3 separate regions of the Mus musculus genome follow, and all the other regions are linked to region 2. The links are chromatin contacts, called in public HiCAR-type and promoter capture Hi-C maps. All regions are on one chromosome and are shown on one strand. Each heading gives the region's core, a stretch centred on a gene start, on an enhancer-like site or on the middle of the called end of the contact. The rest is flanking DNA. Distances are from core to core; before and after follow the strand shown.

Region 1 (3,744 bases), core at 1,009-3,508, 3.0 Mb before region 2:
ATTTCAAATGTGTTCTAGAACTGGTACCCGGTGCACAGATAGTACCCAGTAAGGATGGATTGGCTGAGCAGATGAGGTAAGGGATGCTGGAGAACCTAGGCAGCCTGACACATACAAACACAGCAAAGAACTGCTCTTTTTCTGTCTCCTCTCCACCCGGTCCACCGCTGCCTGCTCTCTCACAAAGATGAGCTTTTTACATTAGCTCATAATGATGACAAAGGCTTCCTGAGTCTAATGGACTGGAGCAAGAAGGAAGGTGGTCTCCTTGGGTACTCTCATTATCCCTCTGAGAGAGCAGAAGCATCCATGATCTGGCTGTGTCTATGAGTGAGGTTTTCAATGCTATGTATATTCTGATGGAGGTGTGCTGTCATGCTGACAGGCTCCAACCCCTCCTGCCGGGGCTCATCCTTTGAAGGTCTTGCCTGTCTACACGCACAGCATGTGTTGGATATATAGGGGGGGGGAGATGGATGGGATGTATGGCATTGGAAGCCATGTCTGTAGAAGAAGCAATGAGAAATGAGAGGGGAGAGGGAGAGGGAGAGGGAGGGAGAGAGAGGAGAGAGAGAGAGAGAGAGAGAGCTATGAGCCAGGGAACCAGTGGGGCCAGCAACTCTGCCTCCTCTCCTGAGCCTTGAACAGATTGTGTTTGCTGGTGCACAGTTTTGATGGCAACCAGGTCTTACTTGTTTGCCTATGAAAACCATCTGATGGCTTCATGACCACGTGTCCCCGATTCAATCTGTGACTCAAAGAATATGAACTGACCTTCTCATGTAATGCTGAGGATGGGATTTGTTCATAAGAGGAGGAAGAGAAAATGAAGCTGTGTTGTTCCCAGGAGCTGGGGGGGGTGGGGGGGGTGGGGGGGGGTTCCTTAGGCATAAGAAAGTTGAAGTCATTGGCCTTTGTGATTCCCAGGTATTGGAGACTTTATCTGTCAATCAAATGTTTCAACCACCTCTGGGTTTTAACAGCCAGACTCATTGGATGGAAAGTGTGTGTTGTGTTTTGTAAACTGGCAGTATAATAGGGCAGGAGGGAGCACCTCAGAGGGGCAGCTAAGGTGTTCCCCCGAGGGATCACCACCAGGCAACAGGCCTTGTACAAAAGGAGGTTTATTGGGGGGAATGGAGGGGCACCTGGAAAGAGGGAAAGGCAGAGCAACGAAGGGGGTAGAGAAGGACAGAGAGAGAAGAGAGAGGAAGGAAGGACAGAGAGAGGAAGAGGAGACAAGGCTGGCCAGGGACATGTGGGGAATTAGGAGAATAGAAGGTGGAGATAGAGAAGGGCACACACACATGAAGGGGGGGGCAGAGAGAGAGAAAGAGAGGGAGGGAAGAGGGAGTTGGAGTAGGTGAGCAGTCCTCCTTACACACCAGGTTGGCTTGCACCTGGCAGGCAGCTATGCAAGCTGTTGCTAGGTAGCTCTTGGGTGGAGCCTAGCAGAATTATCCCTAAGCCAACGGCGCAGGCTTTTGTAAATTAACAATGTGCAATAAATTCCCCGGGCACAGGGCCCTGGGTGAAGCTTAGCCAAGGACAGAGAGAAACTTGGCTTTTCTGCCCTCAATCTAGCTGCTGGGTTTGCCCCTGACCCACAGCAGTGTGACCTATCAGGGGTCTCAGAAACCCTGGGGACTGCAGCCACCTCTCATGGGATCCAGCCAACTTCATGGGCACCTGGCAGAGGGTAACAAGACGAGTATGTAGCCACCTGTATAGCTACTGCGTCTAGACCGGCTTATTCTCACTGAACAGCCGGGGGGCTGGTAGCTGTCCTGAGAAGACATCGGACAGATCCATGGAAATGCTTAAATCTCAAGGCTGCCGAAGCAGGGTGGGGGATTAACTTTGGAAATGTTGCTATGTAAATGGTTTAAATGAACAGTGCCTTTGGAGCAGCCTCTGCTGATCGATCTGTTTAACCAAAGGAGAGAAGAAAAATTGGTGACTGAAGCCAAAATTCTTACTTGGCACCAGCACAGAAGAACCTGCAACAGACAAGCCGGTTTGTCAGAAACCCCAGGGATTTCCGACTTACCTTTGTCCAGAAATGTCCTCTGCCTCTATCTACCTGTCTGTCTCTGTGTCGTTTTAGTTTTTTTTTTTTTTTTCAACTCTAGTGTTACCTCTTTCCTCTCTCAAACAGAAGCATTTGACATTATTTTGGGCGGTCATATAACAACTGAGAACAGTTGCTTTTTTTTTTTTTCCTACAGATACGTATTACTCTGATCTACCTATAGATGTCACTGTTCATTTATGACAAATCATCCCCGGAGCTCAGGCAATTACCTCGGCTAAAATAACAAGCGTGTTTTCTGGAAATAAAATAACCAGCAAGTACCGAGAGAGAGGCATTTTCTCTCGCAGGTGTCTCCAAATCAAAGCTGAGGTGCGAACAACAATTCACTCTTTCTCCAGGCCTCCCACACAGTGTTTGCTTCCAGAACTTCAGCACCGCAGTGAGAGCTAGCTCTTCCTGGCCTGGCAGTCCCTCAGCCCTAACTGCCTGACCCCATAAGCATTTCCTACTTGTTTTAGCTTGTGAAGGACGCTGGCGTTCTGAGAGACAGGAAGTAGAGTTATACTGTATTTCAATATAAACAAAAAATTCTGCTACCCATTGCTGCCTACCGAGAACACATATACCATGGATGTTGAAATGGATGGAATGTTTCAGTAAGTCTCTAATAATAAGGGAATGTAAGCACAGCATTTATACAACAGACAGAGACTTGTATATTCACCCAGTGACTCATGCATGATAATGGTTGTTAGTGCTGTTATTTAGATAACCAAATAATTGGGCTCCTTTATGGAGGATGATATGTTAGACATAGTCTATCCTTATCCATACATTATCTTACTTGGGTAAATGGTTTAAATGGAATTATACCATATGGAGTGATAACCCCTCTCCCCCATCCCCATTCCATAAACTATCTGATGGAAATGAGAATGAGAGACGATGAAAACCTCCCTTTCAGTAGCTGCTGAGGGCGACCCAAGAGGCCTCCCAAATGGTACAGGTTATTGCTGTCACCCATGGTTGCCTCCTGGAACTTGAAGGTAAGAGCCTGGTGGTGAAGACACTACACACTTTGGATACGGAACTCAGAGGGGCTGAGCTGGTTCTGACCTGGTAGAATACCCCATCCCTGAAGGCTGCCTTTTATAGTATTGCACGGTGCAAGTTGCCAAGGAGGAGGAACAGCCAGTAGTCCTACCCAGACGTGAAGTCTAAGAAGCATGTCGATGACTAGTGGGGCACTTGATATGTTATGGTGTAATCATGGCACGTACACCACAGGGTTAACCAATGGCTATCTCCGTGGATTTAAGGCCTGCACAATAGGCTCACTAAGACCTGTTCATGCCTGTAAAATCTAGCCAACTACCCACAGCCAGAGAGGTTGTATATTTGAGAAGAGAACCCATGCTGGCATTTTCCTAAATCAATATATCTTCTTACGGTGTCCTAAATTCTTACCATTGTACCCTTCATTGAACAAGCTTCTTTTGCAGAGCGTGGAAATGACTACAGAGATTCACTACTGCTCAAGATGCAGAGAACGGGTAACTGTGGTGTGCCCAGTGCCCACTGGTGTATCTCCAACCAACCCCTACACCCAAGGCTCAGGGAAGATCTATATAGAGGAGGGAGAAGGAAGGTAAGAGCCAGAGGATTTGGAGTTTTTTTTTTTTTTTGTTTGTTTTTTGAGATAGCATCTT
Region 2 (3,979 bases), core at 475-2,974:
CTGTTCATCACCAAAGGAAGTCAGGACTGGAACTCAAGCAGGTCAGGAAGCAGAAGCTGATGCAGAGGCCATGGAGGGATGTTAATTACTGGCTTGCTTCCCCTGGCTTGCTCAGCGTGCTCTCTTACTACCAGACTACCAAGACTACCAGCCCAGAGATGGTCCCACCCACAAGGGGCCTTTCCCCCTTGATCACTAATTGAGAAAATGCCTTACAGTTGGATCTCATGGAGGCATTTCCTCAACTGAAGCTCCTTTCTCTGTGATAACTCCAGCTGTGTCAAGTTGACACAAAACTAGCCAGTACACCACCTCAGCCCATTTAAGAAAACCTCTCAGGGCATGGCCACAGGGCAACCTCATTTAGACAATTTCTTTTCAGAGCTCCTTTGTGAATTTATTTTGTGTCAGGTTGATAATCAAAATTAACTATCCCCTTGGTGTCTGTGTTGTAGGGTTTTATAGGGGGGATACCTCTCTCCAAGGTACTGACCAACACACACATGCACACCATACATGCAAAAACTAGACCAGCCTCAGAAGGGTCATAAAAGTCCAGGTTCAGGAAGCTCTACAGATACTGGTCTCCAATGTACCTCAGCAGACATGAGCCACATGCTTACTCTAATGACAAGAGACCATGTCTCCCAGCAGATGTCCTGCCAATGGCCTGGCTCTGAGCCTTGTGTGTGTTGAGTGTCTAGCATGCGGGCTGACCTGGCTAAGCACAACTGAGGCTGTTACCAGTTAGCCTCGTCACTCTCAAGGGACATCTGCAGTGTTGTCAGTGTCCCATCAATGTCAATGACCTCCACATCACTGCATGTGGATATGGGGGTTGGCTGTGCACTAGGACAGTAGACTTGCAACCTGTTGCTCTAGCAATATTCCCTGAGTGAACTCTGCCTCTCAATACTGGTGGTGTCACTTAGAGCTAGACTGTTAGGTTGTTAGATTTATTACATGTGAGCTGTTCCCTACTTTTATTATGTGTGGACAATCATCTATGTATTCGAAACAGACACCTGCTTGCCTGCCTGCCTCTCTGACCTGTAAGTCACATACCAAGAGAGCGGTGTGGTACAGGAAGTTTTGCAAAACTCTCAGCTTCAAAACAAAAAGCACTGAACGAGTATGGTGAGCCCCTCCATCCCTTTCCCTCCAAGGTACTTTTACACACACACACTCCATACGCCTTTACACACATCCTATAACACACATACCAAGGTGATAGTTACTTTTGATTATCAGTCTGACACAAAATAGAATCCAGGAAGGAACTCTCAAAAGAAATTGTCTAGATGAAGTTGTCCTGTGGCCATGACCTGAGGGGTTTTCTTAAATGGGCTGAGGTGGGAAGACCCACTCTGTTTCCTGGCGGGGTCCTGGAGCTGAGTGGAGAAATGGTGCGCGTGTGTTCTTTGCTCTCTGTTTCCGGTTGAGGACAGAAGTAGCCAGCTTCCTTAAGCTTCTGAAAGGTCTGAGTCGCTGGGTCCAAGCAAACCCTCCTGATCCAGGAGCTGACTTCCTGCCACCAGAAAGGTTTTTACTTTCAAAACCACTTCTGAGAAACCAGCTTTCCTGGACAAACATCAACCGGGTCAAAACCCACAAAAATAGAGGCAGACCACTTACAGTCAGGTTCCTGATCCTCAGCCATTGCCCCTCTGGTCGGCTCGCTGCCAACGGAAGCTGCAGTTGCCAACGGAAGCTGCAGTTGCCAACGGAAGCTGCAGTTGCCATGGAAACAGTAAATATTCCTAGCCCCTCCCCCTCAGTGTAACTCTGGCGCCCGGCCACAGGGTGGCAGAATAACAGAATAGCCAGGAGTCTGCCACCTTCCCCAGCCAGGTCTGGGAGCCCTGGAGGGATGCTCACTGGTTTTACTTTGCAAAACAAAACTAGGCAAGATTCATTACAGAGCATGGGACAAAAGATAACTGGTGTCCCCAGTGAATGTGCCCCCGCTGCAGTCCTTGGTTCTAGACGCAAGAACCAGAGCACACGGGATGCTAAAGAGGAGGGCTGAGGTGTTTCTGGACACGCGATAGGGTCACCAACTCAGATCCTCGAGTTCAGACAGAAAGGGAAGAACTCTGGTTTGCACAAGGCATGTGCTAGTAAGAGCGGCACCTCCCCTACTTCTGGAAAATGTTAATCTCCCCCCCCCCCCCACCCTACGGCCGAAAAAAAAATTCTTCCAAATCATGGCTTATGTCAGCGTAATCATTCTATCCCTTAGGTGACAAAAATCAGAACGTCAAGGGTCAAATATGTGTCGATTCTTAAGAATATAGTAAAACCCATATTCCCTCCTATTGTTTAGTCGTCTATCAAAGTGATTGAAGGAGAAGTATATTCAATTATTATCACTGCAACGACCTGTCAAAACTAAGGTGGATTTTTGTGGAAGCAAATCCCTGGCTCACTGCCCATGTTGTCCCCACGTGGGGGAGGGGGTGGCTCCTGAAGGCAGAGGAATGGAAGGACCAGACACCTGCGTTCACCCAGGGAAGAGTTTTGAGCAGCAATGGCTAAGTGCTATGGAAAGCCAGGAAGAACAGAGTTGCACCTAGTCCCAGGTGACCTATAACCTTAACCTATGACTCGGGCAGTGAATTCTGACCCTTTCAGCCTGGTTTGATATGAAAGGGAACTAGCAACTTTTCCACAGTGCCAGGCTGGAACCCACTCTTCAGAGGCAAACGAATGCCCTACCACCGAGCCACACACCCTGACCCCTTCCCCGTGAGGCTCAGGGCAGAGATGGTGGTGTTGGAGGAGGTAGAGCACATGTACACACAGTCTACCTCTGTCTTGGGTTTCTATTGCTGTCATAAACACTATCACCAAAAGCAACTTGGGAAGGAGGGTGTTTATTTCAGTTTACTCTGACCTTGAAGGAAATTGGAACTCAAACTGGGCAGAAACCTGGAGGCAGGAGCTGATGATGCAGAAGGCCACAGAGGAGTACTGCTTACTGCCTTGCTTCCTGTGGCTTGCTCAGGCTCATTTATTCCACAGTCGGGACCACCGGCCTAGGGTGTGGCACCACCCATAGTGGACCCTTCCATATCAATCACTAATCAAGGAAAATGTCTCACAGACTTGCCTACAAGTGAGTTACTATGGCATTTTCTCAGCTGAGGTTCCTCTTTCCACATAACTCTAGCTTGTGTGAAGTCAACAAAAACTAACCTGATAGGAGCAGGAAACAGATTTAACACTTATACTGAGAAGCTGGCCTCTGGCTCCTTTCTGGAGAGCAAGTGTTTTCTCAGCTGCATTTCATACAGACTGTGTTGACTCTCAGCCAAACAGTGTCTGTGGGAAGATCTGGCTGCCACCTATGGACAGCTTCTCTGGGCATCTGTCGCCTTCCCCACAAACGAGAGCAAACTTGAGAGATGATATTTTAAAAATGTTGTATTCAATTATTCACACCAAAGAATATCCATTAAAATTATGAACATTTCTAAATATATTTCATGTATCATACATATATATATACTTTATATGTATAATTACATATCCACAAAAGATTTCTTACTTCTTTAAGCATGTGAATAGAACAAAGATAGAGATTTTTGCAATGTAACACCCATATATGCATATATACTGGCTGTTTGAATTATGAATTTATTTACACCTTGTCTGAGTTATAATAAATGATTAATGTTCTATTATACAAACATAACAGTAAAGTTTTTTTAAATACAAAGACTGCAAATGAATACATGAAAAATTACACACATGTACAATATTTATAATTTATAAATGCAAAGATAAGACCTCTTTAAATTATTGCACTTGCGCACTTTACAAAGATTTTTTTTATGTCATACATATAAAATCATCTTTTTTTTTTGGAATTTACTAACTCATCAACTATAATAATGTTGGATATCATAAGCTTGAAATTCTTTCTTTCCCCTTCAAAAGAGAGCCCATTAAGGCTTTGGCTGCAGACCCATCCACT
Region 3 (3,680 bases), core at 991-3,490, 2.7 Mb before region 2:
AACCATTTAATTGGGGCCGGTGTACAGTTCCAAGGTTCTATCCATTATCAACATGATGGGGAGCATGGCAGCAGGCAGGCAGATGTGATACTAGAGAAGGAGCTGAGAGTTCTACATCTGGATCCACAGGCAGCAGAGGGAGATTCTGACACTGGCTAGACTTGAGCCTATTCCCTATGGGCCAAGCATTCACATATAGGAGTCTGTGGGGCCATTCTTATTCAAACCACCACATATGTGTATATTTAGGCCTGGCTGAGATCGTGTTTCCAATCATTGGCTCATTCCTAGAGAAGACCTAGTCTCTGTCTCTCAGTGGCCATTAACTTGCTGTGGTTCTTCCTTAATCCACATTCATCCGGGGACCTTTTCATTGATCGTGTAACCTGGAATTTGATAGATCAGTGATTAAGGAGGAAGTGAAAGCCCAGCACAGTTCCCAGGACCAGCCATTCCCGGAGTTTGTAAAGACCCACGCCTTCTGCTGGACCGTCGGCAAGGCTGACTGACTAGAGCTTCAGGAATGGTGGGGAATGATGGGTTGGAATGATGCGGGCCAGTGCCTGACCACAACTTAGCTTTGGCACCATTAACAGTTTTGCCCACCTCTGTCGCTGACCCAGCATCACACGGCGTTATGGGAGGCCTCCCAGGTACCCTTTTCTCAACACTTTTCCCACATTGGCTCCTCACCAACACCTCTCCAAGGCTTTGAGGTGCCCACCACCCCAATTTCCCTTCTTTATCGGTTCTACTTTCTTCTTTTTTAAGATCAAAAGAGACACCATCTCCTCGTATCACCCCGGGTTTCCTGGGCAACACACCTAGAATTGTTCTAATGTGTTTACACCACTTTTACCCAAGTGAAAATACCTTAATGAAAGGAATCTGGGGCATTTTATGACTTGCAAAATTACAGGAATTGATGCAAAACAGAGCTCAGGAGCCAAAGCAAATGTGTATTCATTAAGGGATATTTGCAGTTACAGCGAGCTGAGTGGGCTTGTGTTCTCTGGTTGAACATGATAAAGGACTGTAGATTACCTCAGCATCATTTCAGACAAAGCCACTTAAGACACTAATTACACCACCAAGGAACTTGGCTCCCTCATCCCCAGAGTCTGACAAAGCCAGCTTTTTCCAAGGAATGTTCCTCGCTGTTTGTGTGCCCCCCTTGCCTCACAGAATTCAGTCAACCATGCCCCACAGAAAGTAGATTTCTGTAAGTCCTCAAAGTCCCTGAAAAATAGTCTACTGTGGGGCTACACAGTGAGTTCCAGGCCAGTCTAGGCTATATAAGACCCTGCCTGAAATGAAATAGAATTATGAGTATGGCTAGCATCTCCTTAACTTTAGTCATAGATGTTGTGATGGTTAATAGTGACTGCCAATTTAACAGGACCTAGGGTCACCTGGGAGACAAACCTCTGGGAATAACTATGTGTCTATGTTGGGTTAACTGAGGTTTGCAAGGCATACACCAGATGTGGGTGGCACTTACATGGACTGGGCAGTGATCCCAGAAGGAATAAAAGATAGGACACGAGCTGAGTACCAGAATCCATCTCTGCTTCCCGACTGTGGATGCAATGTGACCAGCTGCCACGGGCTCCTGCCCCATGTCTTCCCCACTGGGATGGTTTGTATCTTAGAAATGGAAACCAGAATGCCTTTCCTTCATTCCTTAATTAAAGTTTGTCAGCATTTGGTCACAGCATCAGGAAAAGTAACAAATATAGATGTAAGGTATTGGAATTTGAAGAGAAGCTGAATTTAATAGAATCTCACTTATTAAGAAATAGTATCATTATTCCCCCCTCCCCCCGCCCAATTATTTCCAGTAGCAAGTCACTCTTGGCAGCTAGGAAAGTTTGCTGACCGTTCAAAGGCACATTAAGGAAACAAGGAGGATGCTTTAAGAAGCCTTTTGCTACACACCACTCTCGTCTCAAAGGGGATGAAAGATTTTTTATTCTGAGGCAAATAGGAGAGAGCATGGCCTGAGAACACGGATTTAGGTTACCATGTAGCATGGCTGTGGTTTCATGAAGCTTTTACAGAAAGAGAGCAAATGAGGTTGGTCATAGAAAAATGCACTTTCAAAGACAATGGTGGGAAATTCAGGCAAGCAGTCTCAGCAAGCAGGAACATCTCTGCCACGGGCCTCAGATGCTGTCTGGCCACATTCTTAGCCTCTTGTTTGGTGGAAGCTAGTAGTCTGTGAAGTTAATAAGTTCCAGCAAGCTTTGCCAGCTAGTCACAAGGGTTATTATGTTGGCACTGTGTAACCCAACTTGGACCACTGCTTTCAGGTTTCTGTTCTCTTTTTCTGTAGAGTGGCAGCATGAAGCCAAGGTTGCTGTGACATTTTAGAGACCTGGAATAAGTGGGAGAGTGTCCCAGATTGTTACATGGTAACTTCTAGTGATCTCAAAAGGGCTGAAATCCACCCATGTCTCAGAGGCAAGCTCCAGCTCCAGGGCACTCAGTGGGGAAGGCAGTGAGTTATTTGGATTCTTGGTTTTTATAACTGTTTGGATACCTAATCTCACCATACCAACCAATGAAGCTTCTATCAGCTACTGAAAGATGTTGCCTCTTATGGAGAAGCTGCTATTCCAGACATAGTTTCAACTCCAGACCTGAAAACACAACTCAACTGAAAACACAGTTTAAACTCTGGACAGTTTCAACACTAGTCACAGTTTTAATCTCAGACACAATGTTTCTTCCTGTTCTAAGTCCCTCTACATCTCATTCTTGAGGTGCTAAATTATATTTTGGAGGCCAAAAGTGAAGAATCTGCATTTTTTATTGGAAATAGTTTTATTTTTTAAATCTTTTAAAAGTGGAACTTGAGAAAACACGTTTTCAATATAAGCTCAAAAGATAATTTATCCACCATTTTGTAACTTGATGAAAATGACCTACCAATTCCCTATTACATAGCTAGCACAGTGGCTGTGGCCCCAGACCTACCAATTCCCTATCACATAGCTAGCACAGTGGCTGTGGTCCCAGACCTACCAATTCCCTATCACATAGCTAGCATAGTGGCTGTGGCCCCAGACCTACCAATTCCCTATCACATAGCTAGCACAGTGGCTGTGGTCCCAGGCTATAGAGACAGATCCAGCTTCTAATTCTGACTTAGCTACTACCTGCTGTAACAGGATTTGGAAAGTACTTTCACTTCCTTGAGACTCAGGCCTTTCTTCCATGAAGTGGGTACAACCATAGTAAGTTAACAACCCCACTTCAGTATAAAGCGAGATCATCAGTAAACAGTACTTGGTACCATAGAATTCAGAGTTCATCAAAGTGATCAGGTCTGGAAACATATCTTTGGTTACAAACCTGGACCAACATCAATTATCTAAGGTAAGAAAACCTTTAAACTTCATTCTATTATTGCCAAAAAAAAATACATTATTAAGCTTCTAATAAATCATGAAGGATGGCTACTCAATACTTATTGATAACTTTGGGTAGAACTTCCTTACAGTGTGGGCTAGAGGACTTACATGTACATTATGTAGACATGTATATATATGCACATACATTGCACAGGCACCTGCACGTAATATAAATCTATATATCCAAAGGCATGGCCCTGGATGGCAGTGCCAGCCGTGAGACAGTGCATAGAGCCTGATTCCATCTTTTTGTTGACTCCCAGC

Evidence for each region. Promoter capture Hi-C pulls out the DNA fragments that hold promoters and counts their contacts. HiCAR-type assays count read pairs that join an accessible place to other places.
Region 1: a promoter capture Hi-C map of hippocampal neurons shows a contact between it and region 2, with 20 times the contacts expected there. The contact joins the enhancer-like site here to the promoter of 1700010I14Rik in region 2. A contact is called at or near these places in 10 of 39 promoter capture datasets (the 3T3-L1 cell line, 3T3-L1-derived adipocytes, cranial neural crest and 5 more), 1 of 115 datasets of contacts at active chromatin or transcription factors (astrocytes) and 1 of 9 other capture datasets (adipose tissue).
Region 3: a HiCAR-type map of astrocytes shows a contact between it and region 2, with 6 times the contacts expected there. The contact joins the enhancer-like site here to the promoter of 1700010I14Rik in region 2. A contact is called at or near these places in 5 of 39 promoter capture datasets (the 3T3-L1 cell line, cranial neural crest, embryonic stem cells and 2 more), 1 of 115 datasets of contacts at active chromatin or transcription factors (astrocytes) and 1 of 9 other capture datasets (liver).

The regions. Positions count from the first base shown.
Region 1 is chr17:11,971,370-11,975,113 of GRCm38.p6, reverse strand. All of the region lies in intron 9 of Prkn (parkin RBR E3 ubiquitin protein ligase), which reads right to left. It overlaps Gm46604 (a long non-coding RNA gene), which reads left to right. Exons shown (of 6, transcript XR_001782243.2): 3 at 2,229-3,683. Among named protein-coding and RNA genes, the nearest start is that of Gm52293, 58 kb to the left of the region's middle. Within about 2 kb of position 2,258, at least 30 of the 459 cell types and tissues checked have an H3K27ac peak or open chromatin away from gene starts, as enhancers often do. A contact at or near this core is called in hippocampal neurons, where this site is marked.
Region 2 is chr17:8,986,078-8,990,056 of GRCm38.p6, reverse strand. It overlaps 1700010I14Rik (RIKEN cDNA 1700010I14 gene), which reads right to left and starts at 1,724. Exons shown (of 10, transcript NM_025851.3): 1 at 1,636-1,724. The coding sequence starts at 1,660. It overlaps Pde10a (phosphodiesterase 10A), which reads right to left. Exons shown (of 22, transcript NM_011866.2): 22 at 3,409-3,979.
Region 3 is chr17:11,725,896-11,729,575 of GRCm38.p6, reverse strand. All of the region lies in intron 7 of Prkn (parkin RBR E3 ubiquitin protein ligase), which reads right to left. Among named protein-coding and RNA genes, the nearest start is that of Gm41525, 63 kb to the right of the region's middle. Within about 2 kb of position 2,240, at least 5 of the 459 cell types and tissues checked have an H3K27ac peak or open chromatin away from gene starts, as enhancers often do. A contact at or near this core is called in astrocytes, where this site is marked.